Regions from separate parts of the Sus scrofa genome. Here all the other regions are linked to region 4. Evidence: chromatin contacts called from public Hi-C and promoter capture Hi-C data. All regions are on one chromosome and are shown on one strand. The core of a region is the stretch at or near the end of the contact, and the rest is flanking DNA. Distances in the headings are between cores, read along the strand shown. Region 1 holds the start of LOC100626752 (UPF0547 protein C16orf87 homolog). Region 2 holds the start of LONP2 (lon protease homolog 2, peroxisomal). Region 3 holds the start of ORC6 (origin recognition complex subunit 6). Region 4 holds the start of PHKB (phosphorylase b kinase regulatory subunit beta).

Region 1 (4,116 bases), core at 936-3,435, 590 kb before region 4:
GGGATGTCTAGCCTCCAGAACTGTGAGAAAATAAATTACTGCTGTTTGAGCCATCCAATCTATGATATTCTGTTATGGCAGCTGGAGAGATGGTTGTGTAACAACAAAACTAATGTGATTTTTTTCCCAAAGAAAACGCTGTTCACATTTTGTTTAAAAACAGGTTATTTTTTTCCCAAAAGGTTACTTGCCAAGTACAACAAGGTCAGGATTTGTAAAAACTGGTGCCCCACAGAAACTGGAATGCATAATGCATACCATGTAAAATTTATACTTCTGCACAATTAATTGGAACAAATGGAAATAATTTAAATACTGAAATAATCTGCAAGGAGACTTAAAAAGTCCAATTTTTTTCAGAATTTAGTAAATTTAGTTTATTGGTAAGAATCGAAATTTAACTCTACTTTGAAAAACATACTAAACTGTTTTTATACTGCATATTCAATAAACTCATAAGATCAATAAATTGTAATTCTCCTTGCACAGCCTTCCTCTGATCAGCATATCTACCACTGCCTATAAGAGATACTGAACAAAACATGCAACATTTTCTGTTAAAATGTTTGATCAACCTTTAAGCTAGTTTCTTAAAGAATGCACTGAAATCAGCTTATTTTAAGTCTTCAGCCATTTCAAATTGCTCTTGATTTAAAAAAAAAAAAAAAAGCAGCAAGAAAGAAAGAAAAAGGAAGGGGGAGGAGAGAGGTAGTCATTTTGAAAAAATTCTTTCAGTGGAAAAGAAAAAAACACACCCAGATCAGCATGTTGGCATGAAATAAAGGCACTAATGCTCTTAACCGAGTTTTAACTCATTAGTTTGTAACGTTTAGAAGAAGGTGTATTATTCCGCTAAAAAAAAAATGAGGCACGCTTAAACTAAAACACTAAAACGAGATTTTTAATAATTACAACTATGACACCATTAAAAAATGGTGTAGAAAGCAGTCATTTAAAATTCATAAAACCACCTACATGTTTTTTAGGAGATCTGGAAGCAGAAATGCCAATTTTTTTAACAGTGACTACCGCGGCAGATGGGGGGAAGTGAGGAGCTCCCCAAAAGGAAGGGCTTCAAAGGGGCGTTATTCAATAACGTTCCATTTAAAACAACGTATAGAAAAGAACCACAATTATTCGCGTCAAAAATATAATAAATATAGCTAAGCCAAAACTTAAAAACTATTACATTGCAACCCCTTTGTCACATTCAAGCATGAGCCCTGGTCGCGGTGGGGAGTTTTGCGGGGTCCAGGGTATATAAATGAAAGGGGAACAAAGCAACACTGCGTGGCAGGAGGGGGATTTCGGAGCCAGGAGCCCGGACTCCGAGTCGGGGGGCACATCGGGTATTCTCGTCGGGGCAGCAGGGGGCTGAAGGGGCTGTGCTCCGCCCACTTGGGCCACTGACCCCTCACTCCTGCCGCTGTCACCGGAGCCGGCCTGGCGACTCAGGGAGAGTCCGGACAGGGCGCCCCGTCAGCTCACGACAAACCCACGCCCCCCTCGCGTGGCCCGACTACAGAGCAAGACCCTCGCCCCGTCTGACCGCCGCCAGGTGGGCACCGGCCGGGATGCGGCCGCGGACGTTTCCCCAGCAACCCCTCTGCTCGGCCCGGCCGGTTCCGGACTCCCACCGTGGCCACCGAGCCCAAGGACCGACCCACTCGCTCTGCCGCCGGGACCCCGGCCAAGCGGCCTCTCCACAGCCAACGGCCGCCGACAACCGCAGCCCGCCCGCACGCACTCGCCCCGCTGGCCCTCATGGCCGGCCCCCGGAGCCCACCTGTTGGTCGCATTCCGGGCATGATTTGGTGGCCATCTTCACTTTCTTGGCTCGAGTTGCAGACATGCTCCTTCTGGCGGCAGCGGCGGTGGCGACGGCGGCGGCGGTGGCGGTGGCTGCAGCGGCGGCGGCTCGGGCTCCGCCCCTCGTACCTCAGTGGCCCGGCCTCCGCGCGCCGGGTCCCCGCAGGCCAGACCGAGGCTATAGCGGGTGCGCGCGCGGGCGCGTGCGTGCACTCGCACGGAGCCTGCGTGTAGAGGGGGCGGGGCGCGGCGTGCGCCGGCTCCGGGTGACCACGGAACAAGCGCCCACCCACACCGCTCGGGTCCCTGAGTGCGTCCGGATCCTCAGATTCTCACGAGAGGAGACTGTCTGGATCGTCCGGCGGGACAATGGACACGCCCTCTCTCGGCCCGACGGCCGGCGTGGGGGCGTGGTTTGGGCGGGGCTCGGTCGTAACGGGCGTTGGGCTCGACCAACGACTGTCCAAGTAGGAGTTGTCGTGGTGCTGAGCACGCCCCCTCCCCCGAGAAAGGAGCACGTGAGAGTGAAGAGCAGGTAGAAGGTTAAGCTCTTAGCACAGATGGGCATTTGATAAGCTTCAGTAGGTCTAATCATTGAGGGATCGTAATAGACATCTGATGAGTCTACTGTATGCCAGCCTTGGGCTCGCGCTGCGAGGTATCAAAGTTAAGTCAAATAGCTATTGAAGGCCAGTTCTGCCAAACAAATGTGAATAGGAGATGCCTGCCCTCAAACACAAACACGCAATCTAGGAGTTCCCGTCATGGCTCAGCAGAAACGACTAATATCCATGAGGACACAGGTTCGATCCCTGGCCTTGCTCAGTGGATTAAGGATTGGGCGTTGCCGTGAGCTGTGGTGTAGGTTGCAGATGCAGCTCAGATCTGGCATTGCTGTGGCTGTGGTGTAGACCAGTGGCTACAGCTCCGATTGGACCCCTAGCCTGGAAACGTCCATGTGCCTCAAGAGAGGCCCTGAAAAAGCCAAGGGGGAAAAAAAAAAACAAAAAAACAAAAAAAAAACCACGCAACTTGGAGGTGTAGACGGCCTAACATTAGAATACAGGGGCATTGGGTTGTTGCTGGAAAGAGTATATCGGTAGACTATTTAGAGTGTTGTATCAAAATTTAAAATCCACCTCACCTTTGATCTTGCAATCCCACTCCTAAGAATTTTAAAAAAAGATATTCTCCACCTGTGTCCAGATGCATTTGTGCAAAGATATTTCACTTTGCAGCATTGCTTGTCAGAGAAAAATCAGAAGCAGCCCGGGTGTCAGTCAGCGAATTACTTGGGCAAATTAAGGTATGAATACAAGAGAGTATCATGGCAGCTCTTCAAAAGAATAAGATAGTTCTACATGAAGTGATATAATGATCTCCAAAATAGTGTTAATTGAAAAAGCAAAGTATAGAACATCTTGTTTAAAATTGTGCAAAAATAATATGGTAATATTGCATATAAAGGAACTGGAGGGCAGGGAGAGGAGGAAGACATATTCCGTATCCTATTGCATTATTTGAATTTTCCACTAGGTCAACCTAGTATGACCTTTTCCCTCACAAAAGGGAGAAGGATTTGTACACAGCTCACTTCGGAAGTGCCCTGACCCACTGTTGGGGGAGTTGGTGGTCCCAGAAGGCTTTCTAGAAGTTATCTCCAAAACCAAATCCCTAAGTATGTCAGGTGGAGTTGCCCAACCAAAGGTGAGAACCTATCAGGCAGATGGGACAGTGTAAGCAAAGGGAGAGAGTTCAGCATTTTGGTGTTGTGTGTACACTGAGCACAGGGCAAAAAGCTAAGGCCGGAAAGGTGGGCCATGTCTAGCTATGCAGCAAGGTCTTTGCTGCCATGGGAAGGAGTTTGCTATCATAACTCAGGATGAAGCCAATGGGGCAGTAAGGGTTTTAAGATGGGAAATAATGGATTATATTAGATGTTAATAAAGATTAGGCCAGCAAAATGCCTCAGGTATTAGACCTAGTATTGGACCTAAGGCACAGGGGAGAGGATGGACAATAAAGAAAAAAATGAGTGGGATTTTAAAAATATGAAGGCCAGGAGTTCTTACAGTGGGTTAAAAATCCAACTTGGCTTGGGTTGCTGCAGAGGCTGGGACTCAATACCCGTTGGCACGGTAAGTTAAAGGATCTGGTGTCACTGCAGCTCTGGTGTAGGTTGTAGCTGCAGCTTGGATTCAATCCCTGGCCCAGGAACTTCCCTATGCAGCCATAAAAATAAATAAATAATAATAATAAATAAAAAATTTAAAAATCCATTAAGCCCATAATATTAAGCAAAATTTG
Region 2 (4,459 bases), core at 996-3,495, 730 kb after region 4:
GTTTGTTTCTTCCCCCTAGAATGTCAGCTCCATTAAAGCAGGAACCTCATCTGCTGTGTTCACCGATGTATTTCCAGCACCTAACATAATATCCCGTATATGAAGGCATTTTTTTGGAGTTCCCTTTGTGACTCAGCAGAAATGAATCTAACATCCATGAGGACACAGGTTCAATCCCTGGCCTCGCTCAGTGGGTTAAAGGATCCGGCATTGCTGTAAGCTGTGGTGTAGGTTGCAGACTCGGCTGGGACCTGGCACTGCTGTGGCTGTGGTGTAGGCCGGTGGCTACACCTCCTGATTCAACCCCTAGCCTGGGAACTTCCATATGCCACAAGTGTGGCCCTAAAAAGAAAAATAAAGAAAAAAAAGAGAGGGAGAGACTTGTTTACTGCATGAATAGAAGCTGGGAGCATGTCAGATCTTTAGGCAGGAGACTCGAGTTTCTGCCCTTCTGTCTCCAGCACAGTGGCCAGGATACCTGCTTTCTCTTTCCCTTACCTGAGCATATAGAAACAAACAGTTCCATCTGTGCTCTATCAGACCTGGCTGTTTATGGGTCTGTGCCCCTGGCCAAGAAGTGCTTCTGGGTAGGACCTTGCCTTCTGCTACTTCTCTGCCCTCCACAGTCAGCAGGCCCTCCACCAATGCTTGTTGACTTGACTAGACTGGAAGTTTCTTCCTAGATTCTGAGCGCATAGCCGGACTTCATATTTGGGGAAAACTTTCCCTCTCTAACCTAGCCAAATCCCAACAGGAAGGAGCTCCCAATGGTCAAACCCAAAAAAACTCAAGCAGGAAACACATGACAGTATTGCATTATAATCCATAATTATCTAAATATCCATGAGTTCACACTAACATAAAAATAATGGAGGAGTTCCTGTAGTGGTGCAGTGGTTAATGAATCCGACTAGGAACCATGAGGTTGCGGGTTCAGTCCCTGCCCTTGCTCAGTGGGTTGACGATCCAGCGTTGCCGTGAGCTGTGGTGTAGGTTGCAGATGCGGCTCGGATCCCGCGTTGCTGTGGCTCTGGCGTAGGCTGGTGGCTACAGCTCCGATTGGACCCCTAGCCTGGGAACCTCCATATGCCGTGGGAGCGGCCCAAGAAATAGCAGAAAGACCAAAAAAAAAAAAAAAAAAAAAAAAAAAAAAAAATTAAAAAAAGGAAAAAAAAAACTGAAAAAAAAAGAAAAAAAAATGGAATAAGTAAATAAGTTAGGGAGAAAGAGTAGCTTTTTCATAAAGAATTCCAACTAATACATGTAGAATTAACTCCCTACAGATACTTTACTTAGAACGAGAAAATAGTAACTTAAAGTGGAGAAAGCAGGCAGATGCCACCTTCACTAAGTAACCACGGTCAAAATCACCCCTAGTAAGACATTTCGCCATCATATATCCCTCAGGTCACATCACATCTGTGGTTTTGCTACTAAAAATATATAACACTGATGTTGGGAAAATATCAGATAGACCCAAACTGAGAAGCACTCTACAAAAAAAAGAGACCAAAACTCTGTGTTCCTGTCGTGGCACAGCGGAAACGAATCCGACTAGGAACCTAGGAACCTTGAGGTTTCTGGTTTGATCCCTGACCTCACTCAGCAGGTTAAGGATCTGGCATTGCCTGAACTGTGGTGCAGGTCCCAAACTTGGCTGGCAACTGGCGTTTTGCTGTGGCTGTGGTGTAGGCCATCGACAACAGCTCTGATTAGACCCCCCAGCCTGGGAACCTCCATGTACCACGGGTGTGGCCCTAGAAAAGACAAAAGACCAAAACAAACAAAAACAAACAAACAAAAAACCTCTTTGAAAGTACCAAAGCTTTGAAAGAAAAAAGAAAAAAAGAGTGAGGAGACATCACAAATAAATGAAAAGCGGGATCCTGGACGAGAAAAAAAACGACATTAGTGAGAAAACTGGCAAATTTGTGGATGCCTATAGATTAGACATGTTAATTCCTGGCTTTTACGACTGAACTGTGATTGTGTAAAACGATTACAGGGTAAGCTGGGTGAAAGGTACATTTACCGTACTTCTACTATATTTTTGCAACGTTTTTGTACACCTAAAGTCAATTTAAAAAGAAAGGCACAAACATTTCAAGTGGACATAATTTACATGAGAGCACCCTTGGCCACACAACTCAGCTCTGAGACCGAAGCGGGCTCAGCGACACGGGACCCTCCGGAATACCTCGCGCGCCTCTCTTCGAAAGTGTTCGGCGCCCGGGAAGAGGCGGTGCTTGGCGGTGGCTGAGCCTGGGGGCGGGCGAGAGCGCGGGCCGGAAGCGGCGGCGTGCCGGGGGGCTAGAGCTGCTGTTGCCGCCGGATAGGCCGCGCGGGGCACCGCGTCTTTCTCCTGAAGCCGCTCCTCAGCGTGGAGGGCAGTCGCCATGTCGTTGGTGAACCCCATCCAGATCCCCAGCCGCCTCCCGCTGCTGCTCACGCATGAGGGCGTGCTGCTGCCCGGCTCCACCATGCGCACCAGCGTGGACTCGCCCCGCAACCTGCAGCTGGTGCGGAGCCGGCTGCTCAAGGGCACATCGCTGCAGAGCACCATCCTGGGCGTCATTCCCAACACACCCGACCCGGCCAGCGACGCGCAGGACCTGCCGCCGCTGCACAGGTAGGCCGGGCGGCCCGGCGGCGGCTGCGCGGCCTCCTCCCGGAGACCCCTGCCCGGCCTCGGGGCGCGGGGCTCCGGGCGGCCCCGCGGCGGGGTTCGGCCTCTTCAGATGTCTCACATGCCAGACGGGGATGACAGAGGAATGTCTCGTAACTGTTAAATGAGCTCACTCATGGAGTCGTAAAAACTGCACAATTAGCTGCTGACAATCTAATGCGAATTTCCCTCCCCGCCCCCTGGGTCTTCAGGCTCCTAGGCCGATGCTCTTCACTTTCCGGGGCCACCCACTTTCTTTTCCTTTCCCTATCCTCTTCTCTCCTTGCCCCCCAACCCCTTTTTTGGTCCTCTTAAACTGAAATCCTTGCAGGCTCACGCGTTTTGTCTTTTCCCTGCTTCATCCTAAGTTGCACCATTTCTTCCTTAATTGGGGATAGCTTTCTTCCAACCCCCCGCCCCCCTTTTCCCCTTCGTGCTTGCTTGTTTTCCTTCCTAAAGGACCTTACCTGTTCACGTTTTCCCTTGTCTCCCTTTCTGGAACTTTCCTGTCTTCTCATCTCATAACATTTCATTTCTTAGGCCCCAAGCTTATCACGAGATCTCTTACACTATGGTCCTAATTGAGTGTCAGGCTGACCCTGTGCTGCTTTCTTTCTTCTGTAACTTGGAAACGAACAGCGTCGTCTCTCAGGTGTGTTATGAAGATTAGATGAAATAATGTATGTGGTCTGCTTTGTGCCACGCTGGATAAATGGTAGCACTGTCCAGGATTGTAGCCACTAGCCACCTGGGGTTATAGAGGGCTTGGAATGTTGCTTGTCCAAATCGAGATGTTAGAGTGTGGTCACTTGCTGTGATTCGCCACGAACAGTCCCGGTTTTATCACTGAAAGTCCTATGTCCCAGGAAACCCCTTAGTCCCAGACAAGCCAGGGTGGTTGATCACCTTCAGTGTGCTATAGGTATACAGTGCACGCTAGGTTTTGAATATTTGGTATGAAAAATGTTTTATTGATTAATAAATACGTAAAGATTAAATGTTGGAATGGTGGAGTTCCTGTGGTAGTGCAGTGGGTTAAGAGTCAGATTGCGGTGGCTCCTGGGGTTGCTTCAGAGGTGCCCTTTGATTCCCTGCCTGGGGCAGTGGAGTAAAAGTGTCCTTTATTGCCACAGTTGTGGCATAGGTCACAGGTGAAGTCAGATTCAGTTCCTGGCTTGGGAACTTCCATATGCCATGGCTGTGGCCATAACAACAACAAAAAGTTGGTATGGTAATATTTTGGATATCTGGGGCTAAGTAAAATATTAGCATGTCATCTGTTTCTTCTTACTTTCTAATGTGGCTACTGAAATTACATACCTGCATCACATTATGTTTCTTTTGGAGAGTGCTGATACATAGTATTGCCCTCTGCTATTATCTTCAAACTTGCTTTCCAAGCCCCCTGCCCCCTCTCCTTATCTCTTGAGATATTTTCAATTTAGAACACCCCCACACACACCTGCAGTTATCCTTTTGAAAAATGAGGCGTGCCTACCTCTGAGTGAATTTGGAAAGGGTTAGGAATGTCTTATTTTTGTCAAAATCTTGTGATCAAATACCTTTTTTTTTTTTTTTTTTTTTTGGCTTTTGTCATTTTTTGGGCCACTCCCTCAACATATGGAGGTTCCCAGGCTAGGGGTCCAATTGGAGCTGTAGCCACCGGCCTACGCCAGAGCCACAGCAGTGCAGGATCCGAGCCTCGTCTGCAACCTACACCACAGCTCCTGGCAACGCCGGATCGTTAACCCACTGAGCAAGGCCAGGGATGGAACCCAAAACCTCATGGTTCCT
Region 3 (4,637 bases), core at 245-2,744, 750 kb before region 4:
AGAACTCTGTGTCTGGCTCATTGCTTCAAATTGGTTCATCCAACACATAACCAAGACCTATAGTAGAACATCAGTTAAATACTCTGATTATGAAACCCTATAAATGTCGTAGATTGAGTGTTGAGAAACAAACATTTGTCCTAATTTAATTTTTGCAGCATTCCTATATCAATTCCCAACTAAAAATTCTGAGAAATAAGCAAAATCACTTTGTATGACATCAAATTATATGAAAGTAATATATGTCAAACATTTAATACTGCTTTTTGGAATTGACACATTTAAAGTGAAGCCTGTCTCCAGGCTTACAGGTTTCCAGAAGCCTGACTATATAAAGTGAATAGTGAGATAATTAAACCTGACATACTGTACACCAACATCCAAAAACATTACTTACATGGTGCAGACTATGTCAAGCGTTAATAAAATGCAAGTGACAACTTGCCTTTGTGGAAACTAGACACAAAGATTCACATTTTGAGGAAGTTCAAGCTCACGGGCCAAAAGCCAGACTTGATGCCATCACGGAGAGGCGCTAAGGAGAATGCCCACTTCCAGTAAGTAAAATACTTGGATTTCATCAATGGGGAACTCAGAAAGAGAGCCAGAGCGCCCAATGAACAAATGTTAAAGGAAACAACAGTCTCCTTTCCGTCTCTCAGAATGAAAGCATATCAGATAGCATGAGTCCTTCCAGGAAATTCACGTAAGCGAGTCCCTAGAATTCGCTAACATACACTGCAGGGGGCTATGAGGCCGAGAAAGGCCAGGGCACCATCATGGCCCCTCCGGAAGGTATTCCTTGCACACGAAAGGGACAAGAAAGCACTACCAGGCACAAAGGTGGAAACGCCAGCAAGGAAGCAGCCTTTGGGCGGGTCCCAACCCCACCTTTGAGCCTCAGGCCCTCCGCACGCCCCCGTTCCACCCAGACTTCCAGACCCGGTATTCGGGATCCCCTCAAGGCGGGGCGGTGGCCTTCCGGGACCCCCACAGGCAAGGAGCTGAGACAGCCCCTCAAAGAGCAACGGCAGCGGCCAGGCGCCGCACCCACCCACCCGGGCCCGGATCAACCCGTCTGCGGCCTTCCCCGGGCTGTCCCCTATCCCACAGGCCAAGCCAGGCTGGTATTAGCCCCGATCAGGCCGCGGGGCCCCGACTGAGCTCGCAGGGCTCCAGGGTGGTGGGAGCGAGCAGGGGCTGGGAAAAGGGTTGGCCCCGGGCCCGCTGCCCCTCAGCACTCACCATGGCGACTCCCCTGAGCCTGCAGCAAGCAGCACCCACCCCGCGCGGAGCCTCCCGCGGTCAGGTGACTCTGCGGCCCCTCCAAGCCCCGCCCCCTCCAGCTCCGCCTTCGAACCCTACAGGCGGCTCCTCTATTGGCCGGCTTCTAGGAACCTCGAGTTTCGCGTATTTATTGGCCCTTGTCACTTTACGCTAGACTGATGGACTTAGGTTCCAGCCAGTCTCTCCACAGTGTGTGGCGGGCGGGGCAGTGCAGAGTAGCGGGGAATCTCTCCTGCGGGAAGGAGACAGCAAGAGTGAAAGGCAGGGTTTGAGTCTGTCAAGAAGGGAGGAATGGAAGAAGTGGGAGCCGCCCGACCTCATTCACTTTCTGCCTTGGAGCGTGCACTCGCAGCGCGCATGCGCAGAAGAAATACCAGGATTGGCGTGCGAGGCGGCCTTAACTGTTCTTCTGGACCAATCCAGATGCAGCGGGGCGCTAGGGCCCGGCCCCCACAGGCGGGCGCGGTGTCTGCGCGCGGGTTTCGTAGTGTCGCAGCTGTTTGCGGGAGTGGTTCTTGTTGGCGCCATGGACTCTGGTCTTATCCGGCGCTTAGCCCCGCGCCTGGGCATTGCCGAGCCGGAGGTGCTGAGGTGAGTCCAGCCGCGCACGCCCTAGAGGCCCTGCGCTCTCCTCGGACCAGGCCCCGGCCTTTCTCGCGCGAAGGCGGGATTTAGGCCCTACTTCAAGAAAAGCCTCCCGGCAGTGGAGGTGGCCGGAAGGGCGCGAGTGTAGACGTCCTGGATCTGGGGGCTGCACAGTGGGGAAAAGGAGAGAAGCGGAGAACTTGGGTCGTTACGCAAACTTACGGAGGGTCTGTTGACGGCGTTGAGGCAGGTAGACTGGATACAGAACCCATGGAGGGCTGTGTCTTTATTGGCAACGACAACGCCGAAAACGAAGCTGGCGGTGGGGCGGAAAACTTGCGGGAAAGCCACGGAGGGATGTCATTTGCGCTGAGACCCAGACCCGAATGATAGAAGGTGCCGGCCCCGGGAAGATGTGGGGAGAGGCCGGCAGAGGCAGCAACCTGTGCTAAAGTCCTCGGGTGGGAAGGATTTTAGCGTGATCCGGAGTTGGAAATAAAGTATGGTAGCTAAACTGAAGGGCCCGACTAGGCCTAGTTCCTGGGCTGTCAGTTAGGTGAGGAAAGGGAAGGAGGACTTATTAAAAGATTAAAAGTATGACCTCCTGGACTCGTAATCATTTAGCACAGTGGTTCTCAAAGTGTGGTCCTTGGACCAGCAGCATCAGTATCTTCTTGACGCTTGCCTCTCCCCAACCCCCCCCTCCCCAGGCCTACTGATCAGAAACTCTGGGTCTGGGATCCAGCAGTGTGTTTTCATAAGCCCCAGGGTGGCTGACTTGTACACTAAAGTTTGAGAACTACTGATTCAGAGGAAGGCAGAACCCTGGCCTCACCTGCCTGTCTCTGTAACAATTCATGCTTTTTCCAGAAACGGAAGGCTGAGAGAAGTGTTGTTTTTTGGAGGATTTCAAGAACTTTTACCTGAAAGAACTTCAGCACAGTCGTGTCTGTAGTCAGAGAGCTTGTTCTGTCTTATAGAATCCTGTCCTCCCCTAAAGGATAGGACTTTCTTTCCCAGCCCCAAATAAACTCGCACAGGACTTAGGCTCACAGCGAAGTCACCAGGCTGAATTAATTGTTTACCAAAGTGCAGGGCCAAACTTCTAGATAAGAATTTTAGTGAATATGTTGCTCAGGAGGCAGTTCTGTTGTGGCTCAGCGGGTTACGAATCCAACTAGTACCCATAAGGACGCAGGTTCAATCCCTGGCCTCACTCAGTGGGTTAAGGATGCAGCGTTGCAGTGGTGTAGGTCACAGATTTGGATCCCATGCTGCTGTGGCTGTGGTGTGGGCCAGCAGCTGCAATTTGGGTTTGGCCCCTAGCCAAAAGAACTTCAGAAGTTCTTCCATAGGCCACAGGTGCGGCCCTAAAAAATAAAAAAAATGTTGCTCAGGAAAGCAGAGGAGTACTTGCGACTGTCCCACGTGAAGTGTATTGGCCTGTCTGCACATACCACAGAAACCAGCAATGCAGTCATGTGCCTGGACCTTGCAGCTTCCTGCATGAAGTGCCCCTTGGACAGGGTAAGTAGGTCCCACTGCATGTCTGAATGCTCTAGTGCAACACTGAAGTTTAACCATACTTTGTAATTTTTGGTTTGACTAGATCCCATCAAAACTTGTGTTTTAGAATTTTCTTGGCTAGTCACATATGTTATTCTAGATGAACTTTAGAATCATTTTGTCAAGTTTGGGAAAAACTAGTTTTTGTCATGTGCTCTTTACTCTTTACTATCTAGTTTCCCCGAGCACCTCTTTACGCAAAGCCATCTTCTACACTGCCACTGGCATCATCCTCCTAAAGCACATACTTTAAAACCCATGTATTATTTTTGAATGTCACAGTGAGTGAGAGCACAAGCTGTGGAGTCAGCAAGGCTTAGAGGTTGAGACCAAAACTCAACACCACCAGTTACCTGCTCTGAGTCTCCAGTTTCCTCATTCATAAATTGGGGGTAAGAATATCCATTTCACTGGATTACTGTAAGGATGAAACACATCCTTACAGTACTATATGTAACACCTGTAACACAGTACCTGTTATATAATGGTACACTGATTAAATGGTGCCATTCAAAACACCATTGGCTTGGAGTTCTCTTGTGGTGCACCAGGTTAAGGACCTGGCGTTGTCCCTGCAGCAGCTGAGGTAACTACTGTGCCACAGGTTCAGTTCCGGACCAAGAACTTGCATATGACACAAGCATGGCAAAAAAAAAAAAAAAAAAAATACCAAACACCATTGGCTCTCAAAGGGTTGGCTCCCCATCACCATCCAGTTCTCCCACCCCTCTTAAACCCTATCCTGAAGCCACACTATTCATTAACAGACCATGCACTTTAATGAGTTATGACTTTGTAAATGCAATCCCCCCATTTTTTCAACCTGGAATTCTTTCCTTGCAAGCTCCTGTTTGTCTTAAAATGACCCTGTTACATCCTTCATTAAGCTTTGTCTGCCCAGGCATAGCTGGTGTCCCTCAATTGTGGATCCTCCCGTTTCTCTCTCAGGGTCCCTCTCCTCTCCCTTTCCTTGTTCCACACACCCAACCACCCACTCTGGCAACTTCCCTCCTTCATTTTCCCAGTGAATTGGCACCATTGCTGAAACAAGTGACCATATATGCACCTCCTATTTTTTTATTCACAGCTTGGCTACACTGGATTATAGTTTAAATTATCTGTGCACATGCATGACTGCTTTTTATAGTGTGAGTTTCTTGTGAGCAAGCAGTACTTAACTTGCCTGACATGATTACTAG
Region 4 (4,071 bases), core at 536-3,035:
CTGGAATGGAGATTCCTAACAGCTTTTAAGAATTCAGTATTCAAAGCAGCAGAGAAATTAGAAGGATAAACATGGAAAAATATAGTTGGTCAAGACAAATTGAAGCCAATGGCTTCTGCCAGAGTCATACCGATTGACTTAAAAGAAGCATACAAAGAATATGCATTATAACTATACTATGTATTAAGTCTTGCCTTCCTCAAACCCAACACCTCAGCCTCCTTACAAGGGTATTTACTTCATCATATGGATGCATCACATCAAGGACATAAGACCTCCTATCGTATGTAGGTATCTGAGTAGTAACGAGGAAGTGACTTTGTATTTAAGCAGAAAAACTTGAATCAAAGACTGTTTTTTTGTGTCTCCTGTAGAACCATCCCCCAGGTTGATGCATTTTTGGAGCTCAAAGTGCACTCATTGGATCAGACTTTCGAGACAGTTTATTCAAAACACAGGGCATATTTAAAGGGGAGAGTCCCCGTATGCAGTTAGGATGGAATAGCTAAAGGTTAGGCGGAAGGCACTCTTCTTGCAGTACATGGAGCTATACAAAGATATGGAAAACATTCAGGGTCCACAAGAGGCTCTGGGGCCCTGGCAAGGGCCCCCAAAGATTTGGGCCGACACCCCATCAAACTCTGTATAAGGGCTTCACTGCCTTCTTTCACAGCCTCTAATGCCCTAAGCATCAAGATTTACAAAAGTTTGTTTAGTGATGTTAAAGAACTCCCATGAACCTCGAGCTGAAGAAAGAAGAGATTTGGAGTCTAGGGTGGTGGCCAAAGCAAGGAAATCTTATGCACACAAAAGGGAGAACCCTGCAGTTTAAAAATCCTTTTCCAATAAGACACTGGATTTATTAGGGGGCAAGGAGGAGTCCTCTATTGGAGGAAACTGTCAAGTTGCACCTTCTGCAGCTGATCAAAGGGGAAGGGAGGCTGGAGGAAGTAAAGCAGATAGGAATGACGGGGCCTTGGGAAGGAACTTAGAGGCAAGCTACAAAGATTGCTGGGAATCAGGAAGGCCTTTGGAAGGCAGGTGATTCCGTAAGGAAAACGCGGATGGACGAGTGAAGGCTGGGTCCTATCAGGGAAAGAAAACAAAACAAGACTGCCGTGTTTCTAAGGCTGGTGGGAGTGGATCAAACTGTGGAGTGTTAGGGTCGGGATCTGGGTTTGAATAAGATGTAGAAAACCCGCAAGCTATCAACGATGCTGGAAATAAAGTCAGAGAGGGCTGGGAGAGAAGGTCCGGGAAATGCAGGAGGACTGGCCATCCGGGCAAGGGGTGTGGGGAACACCAGGAGGAGTACGCGGACAGAGGGAGGGCCGGGCAAGCACTGACTTTCCCGCAGCACGAAGAGGTCCGTCTGCTTGTCAGAGTTGAGGTCTCCGAAGGCCGCCACGGTGCCCCAGGCCTCGGCTCCAAAGAGCTCGGCCGTGACGTTGTGCAGCGCCCGCGCGGGGACTGGCCCGACTCCCAGCAGCGCGAGCCCCCCAAGCAGCGGCGCCAGCAGCACCCAGGAGCCCGGCAGCCGGCCCGCCGCCGCCATGGCAGCCCCTCGGCCCCCGCCCTCCAGCCCACTGCCGCGCTTGACGGCAGCCGGAAAGCACCGTGCTGCCGGCCGAGAGACAAACAGCGCAGCCCGGACGTCCGTACGGCTGCGGCCGGCTACCATCGCACTCTCCCCTAGGGCTGCCCCTCTGACGCTCGGGACGCCGCGGAGCCAGGGCGAAGCTCGTCCTCGCGCTCACTTCCGGCCGGCGCGCCTCCCGACAGTGTCGCGCGGGGGGGCGGGGCCGGCCGGGCGGAGCTGACAAGCGGCCCTGGGGGCGGCGGCCAAAGCAGCGGCCCGATCGCGATGGCGGGGCTCAGGCCCGAAGTGAGCTGGAAGGTCTTGGAGCGAAGGGCCCGGACCAAGCGCTCAGGTTTGGCTGTCTGGGGCGCCACCCCTTCACGCGCACCGTAGGTGGTGCTCCCCCTCGAGCGCCTTGGGCGGGAGGCACGTAGGGGTCCTGGAATGAACCTGTGCCCGAATACTTCCCCTTAGGACAGGCAGTCGTCCCTGCCTTCCTCTTGATGTCTTCCCCCAGGTCTAGAAATTAGGTGGTGGGCACACCTTACCCCATTATGCTTCCCCAACTTTATTGCGTGTGTATTCCCACTGGAAAAGTAGGTGTTGTGCTGACTTTGCCTGGAGTCTTCTTACTTAGAAATCAGGAGGCCGCCACATTCCTGAGAGTGTCCTCCCTGCGTGTGTTCTTCCCTGCAAGTCAGCTAGCTTCATTCTTAGATACGGCTATAATCGCGTCCTGGAAAACCGGCGGCTACTCTTTGCCTTATTTCATATGTCCATTTCATATTACAAGTTCTGATCTCTAGCCAGTTATCTTTGTGGAAGAAATCGAGGGGGGCAGGGCCTCAGGCCTTGAAGTGGGTCAGGTTGAGCATAGCTAAGTCTCAGAAGGAAGTAGACCTCTTCCCTGGGCAAGTGGCCGCAGGACGCATAGTTCCCAGTTGTGGCTCCTAAATGCGAGGCCACCTAGGTCAGAACACGCTGTGCAAGCAGTTATAACTGTTCAAGTGTCCTGAGCTGACTTGTTCAAATTGCAGAGTCACAACCTCGAAGTTAGCACTTGTGGCTGATAACTCAGTCTAAGAGCCAGGGTTGAAACTTCCCTTATTCCTGGTTGGCTAGATGTAATCTTGAGCTAAAAGTATCCCTATAAACAGGAAACATGGTGGACTAACAAAACTTCAACTAAGAATCTTCCCTTTTAAGGGATTGATGTTACTATGTAAGTTAGTGCTGGGAGATGCTAATGTCAAAGTTGATCATCTAAGAACAATGAAAAGCATAGCTCTAGGAAAACTTTGCATTTTCATTGGTATTAAGAGAATTCTTAATTATCTGTTGAACACGCTGTTGTCGTTATTGTTGTTTTGACGAAAGTATCTAATTTCATAAACCTGACAGGAGAAATGCACCCAATCTTTGTTGCTTATTTCATTCTGTTTTTTTAAACCTTAAAAAAATTTCTGCTCTTATTTACTTAGGGTTCAAGGAAAACTACCACTAAAATACGAATTTTTCAAAAATGAGTCCTTAATACATTTTAGGGTCAGTACAGTTACTGGGAATAGTCACATTTTTTTTTTTCATTTTTTAATGTTTTTAAGTATAGTTGATTTACAATGTTGTGATAATTTCTGTTGCACAACAAAGCGACTCAGTTGTACATGTACACACATCCATTCTTTTTCAGTCTTTTCCCATATAGACTATCACAGAATATTGGATAGAGTTCCCGGTGCTATATAGCAGGTCCCTGTTGGCCAACCATTCCATATAGTCACATTTATTTTTGTTTCACATTTTTCTCAGGCTTTTCATGTCATATTAAAGTATTGAGTTGACCACTAACAATGAGTCTTTCTAAGCTACAAAAAGTGTTATTGGGTTGATAATATCTGGTCAAAGAGTAACTGGACTTTTCTTACAGGAAACTGAGCTCTACCCTCATCGTATAATTTTACAGCATTTCTCTTTTCCTTTAATAAACCTATAGGGCTTATTTTCTTCTCCAGTCTTTTAATTTCCTCAGAACTGCATGTCATAACAGTAAGCTTTGAAAACCTACCTTCTCTTTCTTTACTGAGGAAAACTTCAAATTTTATTTTACTGTTGTTGAATGCAGCCACTTAAAACCAGTTTCATGTACAAAGTAGTTGCGTACCTTGTATAAATGTTGGCTGTTGGTTTATGTCTCTATTGTAACCGTAAAAGAGATACCATTTGTAGTCATCCCTCCAAATTAGTTGAGGTTTCAGATTCTTCTGATAATTGTGAAGGAAAGTTTTTTGAGTGAATCTACTTCCTGTGTCATTAAAAGCAATCACCTTGATTCTGTTTGTTACTTTTAGAGGAATGTATAGACTGAGTTTTGTTTGAAACTTGGATTAACCTAACCCTGATATAGAGGGGCCACTGCAAAGTTCTGAGCATTGTTACATAGTAGCATAATCACTTTACTGCTCACTAGATGATACAAGTCTTAGGTAATGTTT

What was found. Promoter capture Hi-C pulls out the DNA fragments that hold promoters and counts their contacts. A called contact is a pair of places that touch in the nucleus more often than the background predicts.
Region 1: a contact with region 4 is called in a promoter capture Hi-C map of liver, with 2.8 times the contacts expected there. The contact joins the promoter of LOC100626752 here to the promoter of PHKB in region 4. A contact is called at or near these places in 1 of 5 promoter capture datasets (liver) and 1 of 2 datasets of contacts at active chromatin or transcription factors (alveolar macrophages).
Region 2: a contact with region 4 is called in a Hi-C map of embryonic fibroblasts, with 2.7 times the contacts expected there. The contact joins the promoter of LONP2 here to the promoter of PHKB in region 4. A contact is called at or near these places in 1 of 5 promoter capture datasets (liver), 1 of 47 Hi-C or Micro-C datasets (embryonic fibroblasts) and 1 of 2 datasets of contacts at active chromatin or transcription factors (alveolar macrophages).
Region 3: a promoter capture Hi-C map of liver shows a contact between it and region 4, with 4 times the contacts expected there. The contact joins the promoter of ORC6 here to the promoter of PHKB in region 4. A contact is called at or near these places in 2 of 5 promoter capture datasets (fetal liver and liver) and 1 of 2 datasets of contacts at active chromatin or transcription factors (alveolar macrophages).

What each region holds. Positions count from the first base shown.
Region 1 is chr6:37,782,568-37,786,683 of Sscrofa11.1, reverse strand. It overlaps LOC100626752 (UPF0547 protein C16orf87 homolog), which reads right to left and starts at 2,185. Exons shown (of 4, transcript XM_003355829.4): 1 at 1,787-2,185. The coding sequence starts at 1,852.
Region 2 is chr6:36,463,971-36,468,429 of Sscrofa11.1, reverse strand. It overlaps LONP2 (lon protease homolog 2, peroxisomal), which reads left to right and starts at 2,245. Exons shown (of 15, transcript XM_005664451.3): 1 at 2,245-2,629. The coding sequence starts at 2,397. The region is part of intron 1 of ABCC11 (ATP-binding cassette sub-family C member 11); the gene reads right to left.
Region 3 is chr6:37,940,807-37,945,443 of Sscrofa11.1, reverse strand. It overlaps ORC6 (origin recognition complex subunit 6), which reads left to right and starts at 1,494. Exons shown (of 7, transcript XM_021094248.1): 1 at 1,494-1,878; 2 at 3,228-3,399. The coding sequence starts at 3,259. VPS35 (vacuolar protein sorting-associated protein 35) reads right to left here and starts at 1,345. Exons shown (of 17, transcript XM_021094246.1): 1 at 1,246-1,345. The coding sequence starts at 1,248.
Region 4 is chr6:37,191,344-37,195,414 of Sscrofa11.1, reverse strand. It overlaps PHKB (phosphorylase b kinase regulatory subunit beta), which reads left to right and starts at 1,785. Exons shown (of 32, transcript XM_021094236.1): 1 at 1,785-1,931. ITFG1 (T-cell immunomodulatory protein) reads right to left here and starts at 1,783. Exons shown (of 18, transcript XM_021094239.1): 1 at 1,348-1,783. The coding sequence starts at 1,681.